Linked DNA regions of Gossypium hirsutum: region 1 is linked to region 2. The links are chromatin contacts, called in public Hi-C maps. All regions are on one chromosome and are shown on one strand. The core of a region is the stretch at or near the end of the contact, and the rest is flanking DNA. Distances in the headings are between cores, read along the strand shown.

Region 1 (6,336 bases), core at 2,659-5,158, 230 kb before region 2:
GGTAAAACGGGGCGTAACATTTTAGTGAAACGATGAGTTTTGTATAACCGAATTAGCCACGTCAGTTTCTTGTTATTTTCTTTCTTTTTAAGCATGAATATGTGAGGAGTCGGTTCTGAAATATTTGCTGAATGAAAAACAGACTTCTTCTCCTATTTCGTTTTCCCCTCTTTCTCTGCTCTTTCTTTCTTCTTCTCAAAAACTTACTTGATTTTTGAGCTTCCAACAAATTATTTGTTTGGGTTTCCAGAAATGTAAACAAGAATGAACTAGGGTTAAGTTTGTAAGAAATTGGGAAACAAATATCATATGCATTATCACAAGTTATAAAATCCTTCTAATGGAGTTTCAGAGATTTCCTCCTACTGATTATTAAGCCAACTTGCAGGATATTGTTCTATACAAACCGAGCAATAATCTTTATCTCATTTACTGTAGACAAAAGAAGGAAGAATTCTCTACTCAATCCCTTCGCGCGATGTTTGAAACCAAACCATTGCGAGGGTGACAAGAGATGCATAAATTGCATTGGGCAACTTTTGAACCACTTTTCCAACACCGGGAACGCCCTCAGTCGCCTTCTTTGTCGCCATAGCTACAGTAGGAGCGACAACCAAAGTGACAAGCAGTCCCTGACTAACGACAACCAATGTGTCGGTTGTAAGCTTCTGAATGAATTTCACAAATTCATCATGGTTGATTTGTCCGTCAAGGTTCAAGTCACACTCCTGCGTAGTAAACAAACAAACTGCTTTATGCCTTTAACCATTGCTGATATTATGTTCTTCCATGAAACTTTTCAGAGAAAAGAAAATATAGAGAAAATTAAGTCAAATATGTCCCATAGCTTTGGATCTATATCCCTGGGTCATTAGAAGAGAATCCACAAAGATAACCGACACAATGAATGGAACATGTCAGCAGCTCCAATATGTTACCTGAGCCTACTACATTAATATATTTGAAACATATAAAATTTGCATTATCCCAAATTGAACATTGCATATGAACCCTTCCTTTTTCTTCTTTCCTTATAGTATACTTCCAGTTATCCTGAATCAAACAAAAACCTCATATTTTTTCATAGAGGGTCAGACTCTAAAAAAGTCCGATATTATCTCCTATCAGGATTTTGCCTCCCTTGAGAGCCCTGGCAAATTTACAAAGCGTGAGCACCACGGAAGGGCTAAACAGACAGAAGTCGTGATCGCCAAAGAGCGAGCACATGACACTATGATTGTTTAAAAGCTAGCTCAAATGGTACCATGGCTCCCTCAAGTCCCTCTATATTAAAGGTGAATAAAACTCGATTCAATTCAATAAAATCTAAAAGAATTTGAATTTCAAGTTAATTGAATCAAGTTATTCGATTTTTTTGAGTCAACTCAAATAAAAAATTCGAGTTTCAAGTTCCAGTTGAATCTTACAATTTGAACAATTCGAATAACAAATTGGTGTAAATAACCCCTTTGTCCCTGTCAATTTTGAAAATGAGTAAATTGATTTCTCAACAATAATTACAAAAAAAAAATCAATATAATTTTAAAATTCAAAATATTTATAAAAATTCCAAAATTCTAAAGAATATATAAAGTTAAAATTTTTCTAAAAAAATAACTTCGAGACCTAAATAAGTTAAATTAATGATTTAACTCTATCACACTAAAGTACTTTTTTTTCTTATTTTGCTTTGAAATTTTTTTCAAATATATATGGTTTCAAATTTATGTTCTCTAACATAGAATTAATTATATTGTAACAAGATTTTAATTTGATATATTTAATTTTTTAATTTCACTCGATTCAACTCGACTTAAATTTCATTTTAATCGAGTTACGATCATAAAATAGAACACATCAACTCGATTAACTTGAAATTTTCACTCGATTCAATTGAATGATCACCCCTACTCTATATGCTGGAGGTCTTGGGCTCGAGCCTTGCCATGAGCTTGCTTTTCAGCAACCATGGCGCCATGCACTTGCTCTTTGGCAACCATGGCTTCTTCTCGCTCATGCAATGACCTCTTCCTGTTCTTGCAATACAAGGCGCTCCCGCTTTGTAAACCTACCAGGCTTTCGGTCGAGCTGAGAGACGAGATCCGATTCAAAGAAAATACTAAACTTGTTGAGGGTCCAGCCCTCAGACTATTTTCGATAACGAAATATTGATTCGAGATTGATTAACAAAATGACATCCTTCCTATCAGACTATCAACCTTCACAAATGCACCCTTTAAAACTTGAGGAGCTTCCTTTCTACCAAAAGCACTCAAATAATTAACTTTTATTCTTAAAACATGTAAACATGCAGTGACATCCATTGATCATTAGCTATGTTCTCTGATACACCGTGTCAATCAATTACACATTATACAGAATATCAAATGCAAGCTGCTCAAGCATATTCATAACATTCACTGTATCAAACTGGGTCTAATTATGAAATTCACCTATGTTATAGAAACTGAGAAATTAGTGTAATTGTTGATAAATACATGAACTTGAGCTTGAACTATTAATTTTTACTAATTTATTATATATAAATTGTTGAACCGGTGAGTTTTGCTTCCTTGCATATAAATCTATGAACTGCTAGTTTGTAAGTCAATGATTTTATAACAAGATTCAATAGTGTTTACCGAGTTGGACTAACTTTTCAGTTTTAGAAAAGTAACGAAGATCAAATTTGACAAATTAAACCCAGTAAAGTATATAATGTATATTCTCAAGAAAGAGTTGTAGATTACCTGCATCATTGATCTGATTTGGTCCTTAGAGGGTGGATCAAAGTGCGGCCCAGGCAAACGCTTATTAATATCACTACAGAAGGAATAAATTAAAGATGCATTTAACATAGAAAGCGGTTAACAGTACATGTACCATTGCATGATTATGAAATGAATGAAACATAGAACGTATAAGCAAAATTCCTCACTTATACACCAGCAAGACAGCGATATATAGATCTTCAAATGTCAAAGTAGCTCTTCCTGATTGATTTTTGACACGCTCAAAAACCTTATCACTGATTTTCCTAATCTGTCTCTTTCTCCATTCCTTCCCTGCAAAAAGCAAGTGTTAAACTATCAAATACTCGCTTATAGCACTACAAACAGTGAAATGTTACTTCCTCTCATTAAACCCAATACTAATAAAATACAGTTTCCAGAGAATATCAAATCCAACCCAGCACGGTAAATATCAATGAAAGCAGAAGCCATGAAAAAACACTTGTTCAAACTAATCACTCAACATGAACATCTACCCATCATAATTCCAGATGCCCATTTCTCTGAAGCGATAATTAAAGCTTAATTTGACCTGTACTTTTAAAACAATAAAAATTAGAAATTTAAATTTTCTATAGAAAACAAAAAGTTAGACCTTTTCTTTTTAATTTAAATATAATATAGTCTTTACAAAAATAAGATACGGCTAAAAGAGAATACCTTTCTATGGAATATATACTAATATATATATATTAAAAAGCGCCCTTAATTCCCATGATTTAAAAGAATCGACTTCTGGGTTTCAAATATCATAAACTTTTGAATAACAAAGTTTCGAGATAAAGGGAAATTTAAAAGGGAGAGAAAAAAGCTTACCATGGATTTTTTCTAGGATTTGTCCCATGACTTCAGAAACGACGTAGCTTTGGAGATTCTAAAGGTTTCAGTGTGCCGATGAAACAAAGATGAAGGTGTATCCCATGGTGGATTTACGGCGGAAAGAAAAATAAAGCAAAAGACGAGAGGGAAAGGACACTTGATACGGTGGCGTTTCAAAAATTAGAAGTGACGTAGCACATTAAAGGTGGATGATAGTAACGTGTGGAAGTGGACATGTGGTGATGTACTTCGCAGATCCAATCTTCACATTTCATCTATGACTTTTGGGTAAACTACGCCCATATGTCATCCAACTATGGGTTATTATCTTTTGTCACTCAATTATGAATTTGTTTCTTTTTTGTCACCTAATTAATCGAGATTGTATTTTTTTAATCCATTTTTGTTAATTGCACTGGCGGGAGAGTGACATGGCAGTTGAGAAATCAATATAATAACAAATTTAACTTTTAACTTTTATATATTATATCGATTTAATCATAATTTTAAAAAATTAACTCTCAAAATTTACAAATGGTCTCAATTTGATCTTAATTTTTATTTAATATAAATATAAATATAAATATAAATATAAATATAAATATAAATATAAATATAACTTTATTATTATTTATTTGAAATATTTATGTATTTTTATATATTTCTTTGAATCTTTTTAGAAATTAGGATCAAATTGAGATCAATTGTAAATTTTTAGGGTTAATTTTTTAAAATTATGAATAAATCAATATATTATGTAAAAGTTAAGGGCTAAATTTATTGTTATGCCGATTTTTCAACTATCATGTCACCTTTCCATTAGTGCAATTAATGGAAATGGACTAAAAAATATAATCTCGATTAATTATGTGACCAATTTTAAAAAATTATAGTTGGGTGACAAAAAAAAAAGAAACAAATCCATAGTTGGTTGATCAATCTAAAAAAAATTCATAGTTGGATGATCAAAAAGAAAATGACCCATAGTTGAGTAACCTGTGGTGTAATTTACCCATGACTTTTTATTTTTATTTTAGGGTAAATTCCACCATTAATCACAAAATTATGGGTAAATTTTTATTTTGGTCACTTAACTACAAAAATGTTACAATTTGATCACTTTCGTTTTCAAATATTTTGTCACCTATGGTTAAACGATAATTTTTAGTTGGTATAATAACAATTTTAGTCCTTGATTTTTATACTTTCTGTCAATTTGACCCTAATTATATATAATATAATAAAAATTTGAAATTCCTTTTTTAAATTTTAAAAATTATAAAAATTTAAATTTAAATAAAAGTAGATGAAATTTTCAAAAATTGGTAAAGTGAGAGAAAATGAGGGAAATGTAACGACTGAACTTTTGTTAGTGTCGAAAAATACAATTTCGGAACCCCATTTCCTTAAACTGAGTTCGTAAAGATAAAATAAGAAGATTTACAGAGCTGGTATAAAAATATATTAAAGACCGATTAAGTAATTTAACCGAAAAAATCATTAATTAAAGTTTAGGGACTAAATTGTAAAAGTCCAATCACTATTAAATTATAATTTAGAAAATGCTTGAGGACTTAGTTGGCAATTATCCAAAGCACCTAACTGGTTTTTAAAATTTTTTTTTCTGACATAGTGGGAAATGATGATGTAGCCATTTAATTGATATAATTGTAATTAATAAATATAAATATGATAAATTAGTGAAATAAACATGATTAATTAAGATTAATTTATCTTTAATCTAAGCATATATATTAACTTAAGTGGGAGATGACAACATTATCATCTTCTTCCTTAAGCTTTCAACTGTCTAGGCTTGAGAAATAAAAGAAGAAAACATTGCTCATCCATTTAACTTTCGGCCATTCAATTGAGCATGTAAGGAAGCAATTTGTTGTGATTTAAAAAAAAAAATCTTAATCATCTAAGCTTAGTTCATCACACCCATGCTTTAAATTTTGTAATTTCTAAGTGTACAACAAGTTACCATTATTGGAGGTTGATGAAATTGAGCTTGATAATGGTAGATATCTAGTTGTTGAACTTAGATTTTACTATGATTGTATTGAAAGATAGGGAAAATAGCTTAGAATTAAATATTTAGTTAATTTTCATATTAGGGACCATATTGAATAAAATTAAAGATCATGAAATTATGCTAGAGATGAAAAATATAGGGTCCCTAATGAAAGAATATGAAATTGAGTTTTGATCCGATGTAAGATATGGACAATTATGAGTATTTTTAATATAGGGACTAAAATGAATAAAATGCAAAATATGTTGATTATGTGTTTGAATGTGAACTAAAATCATTTTTATAATTGAATTATCGAATGAAGTTAAAAATGACGTTGGGCCATCACGAGAGAAAGGAAAGATAAGAGTCGTAGACAAGTAACGAATACGGTTTGTATTTTCATGATTTGAATTCAACATGCATAGATATGTATGTTTAGATACAAACTAGCTTATTTAAGGTAAAATATTCTGTTTGTCTCATGATTCAAATTTTATTTGATGGTATGGAGTATTAACAATCTAATTGATTTGAGCGTGATATAGTTTGTATTATATAAAATTCCGATATAAGATCATAAATATGTATGTGTGTTAGAATCATTGGTTACCCTATTACTTGTCCCGGGCAAAGTCGGGTATAGTTGGCATGCCATAGGATTAGTGTACGAGATTATACTTCGATTTATACAATGTGGCACAGAGC
Region 2 (5,792 bases), core at 513-3,012:
AGATATCAACAATGGCAGTTGAAACAAGCTCTGCAACTCCATCTCCAATCAAAACAGTGGTTGTCTTGGTTCAAGAGAACCGTTCCTTTGACCACATGTTAGGCTGGTTCAAAACTATAAACCCAGAAATCGGCGGTGTGACAGGCTCCGAATCCAACCCCATTTCCACCTCCGACCCCAACTCCACCCAAATCACCTTCAAGGACACCGCCGGCTACGTTGATCCCGACCCCGACCACTCTTTCCAAGCCATATACGAACAAGTATCCGGCAAAACGTGGGATACCAACAACCCGGATCCGAACCCGGAGATAAAAATGAACGGTTTTGTACAAAATGCTGAACGTACAACTCCGGGGCTGTCGGAGACCGTAATGAATTAAACCGGAGGCTGTGCCAGTGTTTAAGCAGTTAGTGACGGAGTTCGCAGTGTGTGATCGATGGTTTGCGTCGTTGCCGGCGTCGACGCAGCCTAACAGGCTTTACGTACACTCAGCGACGTCGCATGGTGCCATGAGCAACAACACACAACAGCTTATCGAAGGATTTCCTCAAAAAACTATATTTGAATCATTGGAAGAGAATGGATATAGCTTTGGGATTTATTATCAATCTTTTCCATCTACGCTTTTTTACAGGTAATAATTTTAACTTAGCTCTTCTGGAATTCTTAATTTTTATTCTATAGAATTACGGTATTAATTTTATTTTTTAAATATTATTTCCTTTGATGATATTAATTTATATTTATTTAATATCAATCTTAATCTGAATTAATTTCTGCACGTATACACTTTTTTCAAACTTTTGATACACATCAGCTCACAAAAGTTTTCCATTATTGAGATGGAGGTCAGATTTTGGTTTTCTATTATTTTCCCTTACCTTTCATTTATATAATATATTTTCTAAAATTTTATTTATGTGGCCTTTTTTCCTCACTCTTTTAACTATAATACAAAATAAATAAATTCTAATATTAATCTATATTTTTTTTATAAAAGTTGTGGAAATAATCTCTATATTTTGATTTGGTCATTTTTAGTTTTTGTATATTTTAAAATTTAAAATTTTAGTAATCACCAAACAATAATTACTAAATTTATTAATTAAATTCCAAAATCTAATGCAGCAAGTATATTATTATATATTTAATGTCATATCAGTTTGATATGTTTATATATTACTCACTAAAATTCAAGTTAGTAGATAAACAATTATCATTTATGTCAAGATTAAATTTTTAAAATTCGAAAGTATAAGGATTTAAAATGACCAATTAGAGAATATTGACTAAATCTACTACTAAACCCATAATACAATATTAGTAATAAAATTTAATCAAACATATTTAACTGCTACTATTTGAGTTAGAATTAAAATTTCAAAATTCAAAGACTACAGGGATAAAATTTGATCTATTCGAAAAGGACCGAGACTAAAATTGATCAAATTAAAATATAAAGATTAAATTCATAATTTTATAAAATACAAGGATTAATAAAAAAAAATTAACACATTTTAAAGGAATATCTTTTTTATAAGAGTAGTAGGAATGTCCAAAATCAAAATATACGAGATTAATTGAATTTTTTTTCAATAGAATTTTTTTTTACACTAGGTTGATGGTATCCTTCTTGTAAATTGTATGTAAATTTATTTAATTAAAATTAGAGTCATCTAACTTCCGAATCATGATAGGCTGGCCATGTTCTATTATTTAAAGTCAATTACTTTAGCTGCATAATAAGATTGTTTAGAATTTAATTATTTCGCTCATCACCATCCAAAACCACAAGAATCCAATAATGTTGAAAGGGTCCCATTCCCATATAATTGAAATTTTAAAAATATAATAAACCACTTTAAAAAACAATAAAGCTCATACACAATAACCACTTGCTGCTCTTCTTTTTCTTCGTCAATCCAAATCCAAAGCTTCATACACTATTCACTTTTTAATATTAAAATTAATTAAATATCATATTGCTATACACCTTTTTATATACTTACAAAAAAAATATAACTAAAAGATTTCTTAATAATTAGGAGTGGAGAATAATATTATTTAAAATTGAACTCAAACTTTTGTATTTATAATATAATGCTTTTGCTATTAAATTAAGAGGTCATCCACACTTATTATCTCTTATATCATAATTTTTATTGTTTCAAGATTAAATTTTGAAATTGACAAGTTCCATCAATCCATCTTCAAGAATTCTTTTTTACCATATTTCTGTTACTGACAAATTGTTTTTTTATCCAATCAATTGTTCAAAAAGAAATTTTCTTATGTTTGATTGGGATTTATTTACATATATTTTTTCCCTCAACCTATAAAATTGAAAATATTATATATTTAAGCACGTTAAAATCAGAACCTCTAAGTTGGTTTTCATTTTTTTTTTTGCTTCCAATTAGGTAACTATGGTAGTCGGTAGATGTGAACACTTTTTCTCTCGTTCATATTTTTATCTTTGGAGATGATATATTTTAAAAAAAATGCTAGCATATAAATTGAATACCCAACTACCATATCTATACTATATATAAAAGGAAGCCTTCCTTCTTTGACGCTGACTTCTTTTTTATATTGTAATGGTTAATTTTTAATTTCCGTCCTTAATTTTTTTGATATAAAATGATTAAATTTCAATTCCGCTCCTTATATAATATTAAAATTTGAGGTTTGATCTTTATATTTGAATATTTTATATAATTTGATACTTCAATGTTTATAATGTTATTAGTTAATCAAATAGTTTATCCTAATTAAAATACCAAAGTAAATTTAAAGAATTATTAACATCATTAAAATGCCAATATTTATATTGTAATGATATTTTTTATTACATGATTATCGAGTGAGTATTTTTTTTAATTTTAAAATGTCATACAAAGCAAATTTAATAGAAAAATTTAACGATGTCAATAATTAGGCCTAATTTTTAAATTCAAAAAAAAACTAAATTAAAAATTAAATTCTAAATATAAACTTAAAACATATAATAACTTTAAAATTTTAACTATTTAATCCAAAAAAATTAATACTAACTATTCATAAAACAATATCAATTATTAAGAGATTAAAATACACGACATTTCAAAAATAAATGAATTAAAAATTCATTTTTTCCTTTTTCCTAGTGTGAAGGTAACAATAGCTAACGAAAAGCAATAAACAGGGACCAATTAAAATCATGACACCCTTTCAATATCATTAAAAACATCATGACTACTGCTGAATTCTTTATTATTATTACCTACCTTTTAGATATATACAAAGTTTTTTTCTCCAAAACCATATCTTATTCAAAGTTTAATATTTTACATTTAGTTTAATGATTTGTGTTTGTTTTAGGTAAAGTTATTTTTGTTTCTTTCTAATAAGATTCCTTGACTTTGGGTGCCAATTTTTAGATCTACATTACACGTAACGTGTTCAAAGAAGAAATTTTTGTATTTTCAATCAAACTTTCAACTAATTCATCTATAATTACACGTCAAGTAAAATTTAAAGTTAGTGTTTATCTATAATTACTATTCTTTTAAATGTTTAATTGTGTTGGTATGGCTTATTATTTATCGTATTATTAAAAATATTTTTTATAAAATAATTAATATTACTGTAAAATTTTAAAAAATAGCCACATATTATAATATTTGAATTCTCATTGTTTTTATAAAATAATCAAAACCTCATTTGTTTTTCATATTAATTTTTTTTTATAAATATATTTCTTACATAATATATTTTCGAGGATGCCAAGGGCAAAGTCAAAAATTTTGAGACTGAAATTAAACTATATATTTCTATAAGCTAAAATGTAATTTCACCATTATGTTAGCTTACATCATTATAATTGTTAGAAAGTTTGAATAAAAAATTTGTCATTTTAAGGGCAAACTATAATTTTACTTTGTATTAACTTATAATTTTGTTGATTTTAGAGAGGTCTAAGGAGCAATGTTCCATTTAGGGGGAGGGGGAGGGGGAGGGAGCATGTCCCCTACCTATCCTGGTGTGCCATAATCTGGTACTTACATAATGCAGCTGATTAAATTGGCGTCATAGGTGAATTCGACATCAATTTAAACAAAAAAAATTACCTAAAAATAATTTTTTTAACAAAGTAATGAATATTAATATAATTGTGTTATTATCTTTTACTATTTTTATATAAAATATTTAAATAAATCAACTAAAAAACTAAATATCTAATGATTGAACATGAAAATGATGAGGGTCTGATTATAAATATTTTACCATTTTACCTATAATTTAATTGTTAAATAAGTCATTTATAAATATATATTGATATAATCTAGTATATATAATATTTAAAACTACATATAACTTCTCCCCAACTTATAAATAAGAGGATAATGTGGTTGAACGCACTCAAACTCACGTCCTCTTGCATAGACAACAATGTCCATGCTAATCGAGCTAAGACTCAATGCAATTATTCAACATTTTTATTGGATATATCTAAGGGAAAATGTTTATTTTACTTTATTTCAACTTTTATTAATTTTGTTTTTGAATCTCAAACATTTATAGATAAAAAAATTAAAAAAGAAAACTTAATAACAAATAAAATCACTTAGATTCGGTGGATTGGAGAAAAAAAAATCCAAATCCATCTACAAATGAAAGAAAAGAGACGTAAATAAATCTCATTATTCTTACAAAGATCATATAATAGAAGAGATGTACTAATATGAATTAATTGATGCTGATAATATGGTTTCATTAATTAATATCAGGAAGCTTAGGCACTTGAAATATGTGGACAATTTCCATCAATACGATCTAAGCTTCAAGCGTCACTGTAAGGATGGGAAGCTACCAAATTATGTGGTGATTGAGCCCAGATATTTTGACATTTTAACAGCTGCTGCAAACGAGGACCACCCTTCCCATGACGTCTCAGAGGGCCAGAAGCTTGTGAAGGAAATCTATGAAGCGCTCAGATCAAGTCCTCAATGGAATGAAATCTTGTTCCTGGTCATATATGATGAACATGGTGGTTTCTATGACCATGTTCCGACACCAACCGGAGTCCCTAGCCCCGATGATATTGTCGGTCCTGAGCCTTATAACTTCAAGTTTGATCGTCTTGGTTGCAGGGTTCCTGCCATTATGGTTTCCCCTTGGATTGAGCCTGGAACAGGTAAGTCCGGATGCAAGATTATGATATGTTGCTTATAACCAAGCTTACTCAGATTGGTTTGGATAAAAATGTGGCTGACATTGAGTATGCTGAATTCAGTGTTGCATAGGCCATCAGGGCCAGATCCTACATCAGAGTTCGAGCATTCCTCCATTGCAGCAACACTTAAGAAGATTTTCAATCTCAAAGAATTTCTAACAAAGCGTGATGCGTGGGCTGGTTCCTTTGATATTGTTGTCAATCGAAGCACCCCAAGAACGGACTGTCCAGGTAAATTCAACTATCTAAACACCCTACGGTTGTTTTTTTTTCGCAGTAAAGTGATTGAAAGCTATAATAATAATTACTGCATAAAAATGTAGAAAAACTGGCAGATCCAGTGAAAATGAGAGACACTGATGCAAAAGAAACAGCAAAACTAAGGGATTTTCAAGAAGAGCTAGTGCAAGCAGCAGCAGCATTGAAAGGAGATCCATTCAATCTTGTCGAAAACATGACGGTCTCATCTGGTCTCAAGTACGTTGAAGATGCCTTCAAAAAATTCTATGATGACGGCCAGAAAGCTAAGGAAATTAATGAAGTTGAAGATACTGTTTCAGCTGATGCATCAAC

What was found. Hi-C and Micro-C count contacts between places; a contact is called where the count stands out from the background.
Region 1: a contact with region 2 is called in a Hi-C map of petal, with 2.4 times the contacts expected there. The contact joins the promoter of LOC107920702 here to the enhancer-like site in region 2. A contact is called at or near these places in 13 of 34 Hi-C or Micro-C datasets (callus, fibers, hypocotyl and 3 more).

The regions. Positions count from the first base shown.
Region 1 is chrD13:32,224,319-32,230,654 of Gossypium_hirsutum_v2.1, reverse strand. It overlaps LOC107920702, which reads right to left and starts at 3,908. Exons shown (of 4, transcript XM_016850525.2): 1 at 3,609-3,908; 2 at 2,939-3,065; 3 at 2,751-2,823; 4 at 292-728. The coding sequence starts at 3,636. The coding sequence ends at 459.
Region 2 is chrD13:31,994,086-31,999,877 of Gossypium_hirsutum_v2.1, reverse strand. It overlaps the pseudogene LOC107926485. Among protein-coding and RNA genes, the nearest start is that of LOC121225963, 12 kb to the right of the region's middle. Within about 2 kb of position 1,762, at least 8 of the 9 cell types and tissues checked have an H3K27ac peak or open chromatin away from gene starts, as enhancers often do. A contact at or near this core is called in fibers and hypocotyl, where this site is marked.